2 separate regions of the Mustela erminea genome follow, and region 1 is linked to region 2. A link is a contact called in public Hi-C data. All regions are on one chromosome and are shown on one strand. The core of a region is the stretch at or near the end of the contact, and the rest is flanking DNA. Distances in the headings are between cores, read along the strand shown.

Region 1 (4,415 bases), core at 21-2,520, 190 kb after region 2:
ACTCCAGATGATATTAAGGACTAGATAATTCAATTATAAAATTACATGATTCTATATCTAAAGAATGAAATGGAGGCCACAGTCTTTAGAGTTTTTCATACACTTGCTCTGTGTGATAGGATTTATTAGTTTCATGTGTAGTTAGCAACTTTGCTTTCAGCTTTTGGCATTTACACTTTTCTTTTTCCCAATTTGTGTTAAAGCAGACGGACAGATGGTTTATTAGGCTTTCACATGTTTGTAATGTTGTTGTTCAATACAACAATGGTTTTAAACTTTGAAGGTCCATGTAGAGTCCGGATTTTGTTTAGAATGGAAGATAGTTTTAACTCTTCAGTTTAAGGATAATAATGTTTACTCACATAATTTAAAACAACTTGTGGATGTAACTCCAAAGACCTAATCATTTTCCTTGATTCCTTAACTCATTTCCACATCACACCCTAACTCTTCCAAGTTGCAGTTTTAAAAGTGAAACCACCAGACTTTCAGTTACATGTACATTGTTTGCCTTCTCCTGACTCATTTAACCTACGAGCTCCTTCCAAATACAAACCCCTTTAATTCAGGATCACAGAAATCTAAATGCAGAAGGGACAAATTCCTCACTTTACAGGCAAGAAAACGAAAACTAAAAGGTCCTGGTGCTCCTTCTACTACGTAAAAAAAAAAAAAAAAAAAAAAAAAAAGTGAGGTTAGGTTGCAGAGAAAAACATCCAAAATTTGTGAATTTTAAGCTTTTAAATTTAAGAGTCAATACAGTATCCCAATGACAACGTAGAGACAACCATGCAGCTGAAAGATGGTGACCACTGCTATCGCTTTGCTTTGTGCGTTTTAATTCCTCCATGTGATTTTCTTCATCTAAGTGTGGACAAGCAATTGTTGAATAGCCAAAATGCATCTTAAGTGTGTGGAGGAGTCAGAACCGAAAGGACAGACAAACTGTAGGTAAAGGAAAGCGTGAGCCTGCTCAGAGGGAAGTTAGGACGCGGAAGCAAAGCAGACGTGAGAGCTGCAGCGCAGGTACAGGTGGAAGGGAACAGGCCGGCAACCCGCGGAGGCCCGGACGCCCCAGCAGGCCAGGGAGAGGAACGGAGGCAGGAAGAACCGGCAGGAAAACTGCAGGAGGAAGCCGAGGCCGACCTAGTGAGCAGCGAAGACCGTCCGGAAGGAAAGAGAAGGAGCCAATACGAGCTTAGAACAAGACTAGAGGGTTAGAGAAAGAGTACAAAAATCTGAAGAGGCAGAGAGGGGTATTGATGAAGAGATGGAAAGGGGGAAAGGGCGCGCGGGGCGGGGGGAGAAGTGAAGCGAAGCCCTCGGTAGGTGAGAAGAGGAGCGGGGTCCGTGAACCAACACTACTAGGCGCGCGCGGGCGGGATCCGCGCTGACTCAGGGACCCCGCGCTCCCGCCGTCCCGACCGCGCAGTGGGCGGAGTCTCAGGCGCGTGGGCGGACCAAAGGGCGGGGCCTGCGCCTGACGCGCCCGAAGGCCGCAGCGGCCGCAGGCCGGGAGGGGCGGCGGCGGCGGTGGCGGCGACGGCGGCGGCGGGGGAGGGGCACGGCGTCAGCGCGTCGCCGGCTGGGCCGCGCCGGTGGCCAGGAGGGAGAGACAAGGAGGAGGAGGAGGAGGTGAGTAGGCTCCGGGCTGGGGAGCCGCGCGGGCCGGAGGGGAGGCGGGGAGCGCGGCCCCTCCCCTTCCCTCCCCGACGCCCGCCTCGCGGGGCCGCGCGGCGCGAAGTTCCCAGAGGGGCAGTGGCGGCGGCAGCAGCAGCGACGGCGGCGGCGGCGGCGGCGGCGCGGAGAGCCGGGGGTGGGGGGGGCGGGGCTGAGGGCCGCGCGGGCGGCGCGCTTCCCGAGCGCACGCGCTGCGTTCCTCGCGCCGCCGTCCGCCTGGTCCGTGGAGCCGGGAACACCGGCCGCTGCATTTCAGTCCTGTAGGCTGGCCATTTTCTGATTTAGTTTTTTTGAGTTCTGCGCTTGGTGTGTGGTAGCTTCTAGGGACCCGGCGTGTCGCCGCCTCCTCCTGCGGCAGGCGAGGGGCGGGCTGGGGGCTCGTTACTCTCGCGCGGGGGGAAGTAGGGGTTGGCCGGAGTAGGCGGAGGGGCCTCCTGCCGACCACGGGACTGCGAGGCGGGGTCCCTCGCCACACGCGCCTCCGGGCCTTCCTGAGGGGAACCTTTGCTTTGCGGCTGTCCCCTTTATTGCTTTTACTTTCCTGCTCTCGCCAGCCCCTCGGCCTCTCGGTCAGCTGAAATGAAAGACCTCACTCGCCCCTTGCCCTATCCCTCCTGTGAGGATCGGACATACACTTATTTTGATCGTGATGCGGGCTAACTGTTCGGTGGAAAGGTTCTCTTAAGCCTTTTGAGTCTAGCCACGTACTCTGCCGCGAAGTTGCAGTACGCCACAATTTAACCTTTAGGCCTGAGGGAGTTCTCTCTCTCTCTCTCTCGCAAATACAACTTTTAGAATCTTCTGAGAACTGTACTGCATTAGATTATCTTTGAGATAATTCTTACATTAGCGCCTCGAGGCAGTGTGATGGGAGGTTCAAAGAGAAGGCTTTACACTTTTTCCTCCACCTGTATCACCGAATGAAATGGAAAACGTTGAGTTGACGGTGATTTTCCGCGAGAGGTGGGTTTCACAGCGCAGCCCTCCAGTGGTGTGGCTCACCTTGGTGGTTTGGTCCTACCCCTGTAGGACTCAGTGTAGTGCTCAGGTAAAGGAGGTGCTAAAAAGAAGTTCAGAATAATTCAGTAGAGCCATTTTATTGCATTCTGCTAGCCCGTTTAACCTTAAGCTAAAGCGTGGCAGTAGTTTCATGTAGAAACCCACAGACCTACCAAGCGCTATATTGAATTTTAATTAGTGCATCCCACGTCCGATAGGAGTAGATTCTCCTTAGCTCTCACTTTCTTATACATTTTCCTTTGGATCTTGTATTTGATGAAACAGTGTTAGTATTGAGGGTTGGAGGGGTACCTTTTGAATCATGCAACTTTCTTCGACAAACTTGTAAACTGAATAGGTAAAATCTGAACCGTGATACTGAGATAAAAATAGGAAAATGAATTTTTAGCATTATCCGTTTGAGAAGTTAAGATGGCTTCTTTACTCCTGTTTTGAAATCCTGTTGACATTTTAATCTTACATACCACAGAAGTACAGAAATTTTTTTTTTGTAAGAGACTTTCACAGTTAAATCCAACCCCATTATTTTACAGGGAGAAATTAAAGAAAGTTTCTTGAAGATTTTCAACAGGAGTTGAATAGAACTAGTTGACTTAATTAACTGAACACTTAAGTATATAATTCAGACCTCCTCAATGAATATTTTTATACCAAAATTTGTTTTGACTATGTTATTTTTTAAAAAGTCTAGTAATTACTAAATTTTATTTGTTCTTTTTTCTGACTATATGCCTTAATTTGTGTTTGGACCCATTAGATACAAATGATATAGATTATTTATAATTAGGACATGCTGTAGTTTATCAGTTGAAAACAGTACTTTCCAGGTTGTTTGAAATTAGTAATTATTTTCACTTCAAGAATGTTTGTTCATATTCTTGATTCAGATAGTCTGTTTTGATTCCAGGAGATTGGCATTTTAAAAGTCTGTGTGTTTAAGACTGTGGTGTATATAACCTTGATGTTAATGAGGAAGAAAGGTGCTCTACACATGTAGTAACTGAATTCCAGTATTCCCAGGCAGCATCACTTTTCTTAGTGGGCCTCAAATGCCGAAGTCCTGAAGTTCTTGCTAAACACCACAGTGTCTAGGCATTTAGTAAATAAATACTTTTTGGCTTCTGTGCACTTTGCTTGGTGGGGGCTTCGTGAAAGACCATATCTTACTCTCTCTCTCTTTTTTTTAAAGATTTTTATTTTTTATTTAACACAGAGAGAGAGAAATCTCAAATAGGCAGAGCAGCAGGCAGAGAGAAGAGGATGCAGGCTCCCCTCTGAGCAGAGAGCCCGATATGGGGCTCGATCCCAGGACCCTGGGACCATGACCTGAGCTGAAGGCAGAGGCTTCACCCACTGAGCCACCCAGGCACCCCAAGCCATGTCTTACTCTATCTTTGTGTGCCTAGTGTCAAGTGTAGTGGATATTCTCTAAATGCTCGTGTTCATGCTGGTCTTATGCAAACTTAAGGTAGTTGAGTGGCTGAAGGTCATGAATCATGATTTTGTAAATTTGAAATAATTTATTTCCATTTATGTGTTGAATCATATACTATATTAGGCTTAATTCCAGTATTGAAAAATGTATCAGGTAATAAATATTTCAGAAAAAATGGGGGAAAAAATTAACATTGAGGATTTTACTCTTTAACATATGTTACACTCTGTGAAATAGGGAAAATGACCATTAGTTAAATTATTTGATAGAATACTTCAGT
Region 2 (4,177 bases), core at 1,047-3,546:
AAAAGCAAACTTCTAGAGAAAGCTGGATTCCATTTTTTTTTTTAATAAAAAGGAGGGGAAAGTGGGAAGAGGAAGAAAAAAGGACATTAACAATATAGAGAAATCTCAGAGGAGGAATTTGATAAATCATACATAGATTTAGTATGTACTATTACAAGTAATGTAAAACATAATATTTAAAATATGTCTGGTCCATATTGGAAATCATTAATTTTCCTTTTTTTTATAATTCACTTTTAGACTGATGATCTTGAATGCGCCTCTTCTATAGGTAAATTATCTGTAATGGGGTGGGGAAGAAGATTAATTTATCTAGTTATTCTCATTGTACTACTCAAGTTGGGAGAGAGGTGAGTCTGTAAACAACTGTGAAAATTTACTTGCTTGCAACTTAAAGTAAGAAGTGGCTGTGGTCATGCTGGATAGCTTTTGCGCGCCCCCCCCCCCATACAAAATACAAAGACATGCACCTCTGGGAGTGTGGATGTGACTACCCCTGTGGTGGCTTTCCCCTCCTCTGAGTACAATTGCAAGTGACTCCTGAATTCAAAGTCTTGCTTTAGGCACACATTCAAAGCACAATTCAAAGCAGTTTATCTTAATATAAGTAAAAGTCTGGTGTTGGATCAGGGTATTGTTTGTCTCAGATTTCATCAGACTGAAAACAGGGGGCTGTGACACTAACAATATTAAAGCAGAAAAGCTGGCGTGAGGTTGTTTAGTCCTCTTTAACACCTCCACCTTTACCTTTGCTAGAAGTCCAAAGGCTGTGTGGGACTAGAAGTTTGTGTTCTGAGGTTCTCAAGCACTTTCACTCTTCAAAAAAAAAAAAAAAAAAAGTCTCACAGTTCTTTAAGAAATTGAGCCTGAACCATTGGAGGCTAAGAGATTTCTTCCTTTTCCGATAAATGCCTGTGCTCAGCATCCTCAAATTTGGCTGTCTTTATTTACTTCTATATTAGTTCCAATTACGTGCAGTGTAAACCAGCTTTTTGATTAACAAAACAGCAGAGCATTGGTTAAGAACACTTAAACTTCAAAAAAAATTCCCCTGGGAAGTGGGCTCTGAATTGGTTAATAATGTGCAGTACTTGCTAAATTGCTGACTTCCAGATGTGGAAAATATCTTTCTTGTTTAGGACCTATGTAACCTGATTGGATTACGACAGAAGCGTCACGTTGGAAGCTTTTGAGTGATTATTTAATTAACCATACAGTAGAAAGCTGTATTCTCCAGGAAATCCCTTCCATATTTACATAACCAATCCCTTCAGAGCAAAGGTGGAGTCTTTTCTTTTTAATTTTACTTTAATTGCAATATCAAAAAAATATATATCCCAAAACTTAGACCCCATACCGTTTAATATTATGCTCTTCCTTCCCTGCTAAGTTCCTCTATGGCCTTTCTCCTTTTCTTCCTACACACACTCCCTCAGTTTGTAGTGAGGTCTCCGTGAGATGTAGAGGGATTCAGAGATCAGTCAACCCAGTGCTCTATGTTAATTTACTTAGAGACCCTTTTTTAAAATGCCAAACTACTTTTTAGTATTGGGATCTAATCCAGAAATTCACCATACACACACCCCAACACACACACCCTAAGAGGCAATTCACGTGCAGTTTTTTTTTTTTTTTTTCTGGCTCTGCCATCTAAAAAGAAAAAAATAAATAAATAAGAAAAAGGGCAAAGAATTTAGTTCCAGAAGACGTGCTGAGAAATCCACACAACTTAATGTGCATCTCAAATCTGGTCATTAGAAATATCTGTCTAAGAAGAGGCGATCAGGATTGAGGACCCGGGATCTTTCCCTTTAACTTTCGCCCCTAAGAGTTCTCCAGTTCTGTGAATGGTGTGCACCGCTTTCCGCCCTGTACTCTGTAGGATTTAGTGATGAGGATAATGATGCCAAAGGCTTGACGGGGGGGGGGGTGGGGGGGGGGGGGGGGGGGGGGGGGGGCGTGGAGAAGGGAGGGAGGGAGGGAGGCGAGAGGGAGGGAGAGAGGAAGGGAGGGAGGTGGAATTTCATTTCTTCCACTAAAGCGTTTGCGGAGACTTCAAGGTATAATCTATCCCAGATCCTTTCCCAGAGAGAAACTTGGCGATCACGTTTTCACATGATGCTCACGCTCAGGGCGCTTCAATTATCCCTCCCCACAAAGATAGGTGGCGCGTGTTTCAGGGTCTCTCCTCTCTCTCCTACAGAAAAGAAAAAGAAAAAAATGTCATTAGAAGAGGCGTAACACGTCAGTCCGTCCCCAGGTTTGTGTTTCCTGGAGTGGCCGAAAGAGATCAGTTCTAACCTGCTCCGCAGGAATAACGGTCCTGCCTCCCGACACTCTTGGCGAGGTTTTGTACAGTTTGCTCCGGGAGCTGTTTCTTCGCTTCCACCTTTTTCTCCCCCACACTTCGCGGCTTCTTCATGCTTTTTCTTCTCACCATTTCTGGCCAAAACTACAAACAAGACTTCGCAGGTAGGTTTTTTTTTCCCCTTTTCTCTCTTTTTATTCCTTTTTGGTATGGTCATCCCCCACCGTCCTTTTATGATTTTTCTCCTTTTAAGTGGGGATGTGAGTCTGAAGTGAGAAGGAGTGTCTGTGGGCAGGAATTTCAGGTGGGTTTAGCTCCTTTATGGCAAGCTTTTCCCAAGAGTGACTTCTTCGATTTCTCTGGCACTCCCGCTGTCTCTCCTTCCTTTTCTCTCCTTTTTCCTCACCTAGATAATTTGCCCTGTACCTGTCCATTCAGGTAACCAAAGGTGCCCTTTGCTACCTAGCCTAGGAAAAGTTTTATTGAGAACTACATGATGGAATGAAAACTCTTCAAGGGGAGAGATTCTGCTCTATTTTTGCATCTAGTTCCAATTCATTGTATTCAGCAATTAAAACTTGGCAAATACCTGTTAATAATTACAAAACTTGATCGATACAAACCTACCAAATTCAGGGGCAAGTCTTTCTCTTAGATATGGCAGTGCATCCTCTCCCACAGGAGAAGGCTGTTTTCTAAGCAGAAAGTTGCCTGTTTTTGTCTGCTTAGCGAGTTTCATTTCTTTATTTTATTCTTTGTGTGTGTATGTATGTGAAGTAACACCTCACTTCTGTGATGATAAATAAAGAAGTGAAAGTCCTCATGGAACTTGAGTCGTTTACCAAAGTGTATGTGGGGGGGGGGGGTCACTACAGCTGGGAAGAAAGCTGCTGTCAGGATATCAGAGTTTTAAATTGAGGGTAACTTTTGAAATTGTATTTTAAATGGCAAAGTCTTACAGACATGGATTTAACAGGACACACATGCACACACATATCCCATTCCATACTTTGGCACTGAAAAGTCGAGAGAGATAGCTGGAGTTCCCAGGAACAGTGATGTGCCCGGCTAACATGAATGTGTTTAGCTTTCACCTACTTATATATTTTACATGCTCCCCCTATAATGATGAAGGCAAGATTACTAACTCCAGAGTTAGAAATAACAGGCAAAGATAAAGTTTACAGCACAAATGCCCTGTCTCTCCCTCACACGCACACATGCTCATAAAACTAGCAGCTTACTTTATTAAACATGTATTTATATGCAATCGTGTGTAAGTCTCAGCATGAATACAGACAGGCCAGCTGTTTCATCCCAGACACTTGTGTGACCATTTCCTTATTTCAGGATTTTTCCCAACAATTTCCAATCAATAGGAGAGCCAAGAAATGACAAAATGTGTCAAACTTAAAAGTCACCCACTATGCCTAGGTTAAATTCAAGGTGCTTTCTAAATCATCCACTTCCCCTTCTCTACGCACAGCACCCCCCCCCCACCCCTCTCAGCAAATGTGTGGAAACTGATACTCACTTTCCAGGTTTTCTGCAAAGCTTCTAGCACAGGAGACAATAGGTGCGGGGCGTGGGGACTGAGTGTGCTCGGCAGAGAAAGGGTTAATGGCCCTTGTGTTACAGTTTGCATCTGTTACATCTTTTATAGCCCCTGTTTAAACTAATCCTCGAGGCACAGCATCTTCCCAACCTCCACCGAGTTTCGGGATTCTCCTCCTCTCCTGCCTGCCTCCGAGGTTCCCCTTCTCCAAGTTTTGACAGTTTCAGCTGAAAAAATGCAGCGCCTCTCTCGATTTTTAGGTACAAAAGTTTGGAAGCCAGAAAGGATACGATCATTTAGTACAGCTTAAAAGT

Evidence for each region. Hi-C and Micro-C count contacts between places; a contact is called where the count stands out from the background.
Region 1: a Hi-C map of spleen shows a contact between it and region 2, with 4 times the contacts expected there. The contact joins the promoter of GTDC1 here to the promoter of ZEB2 in region 2. A contact is called at or near these places in 3 of 3 Hi-C or Micro-C datasets (fibroblasts, skeletal muscle and spleen).

What each region holds. Positions count from the first base shown.
Region 1 is chr8:85,991,993-85,996,407 of mMusErm1.Pri, forward strand. GTDC1 (glycosyltransferase-like domain-containing protein 1) reads left to right here and starts at 1,271. Exons shown (of 16, transcript XM_032356202.1): 1 at 1,271-1,635. LOC116597089 (homeobox protein cut-like 1) reads left to right here. Exons shown (of 4, transcript XM_032354341.1): 2 at 1,641-1,940.
Region 2 is chr8:85,801,416-85,805,592 of mMusErm1.Pri, forward strand. It overlaps ZEB2 (zinc finger E-box-binding homeobox 2), which reads left to right and starts at 2,297. Exons shown (of 11, transcript XM_032356191.1): 1 at 2,297-2,472.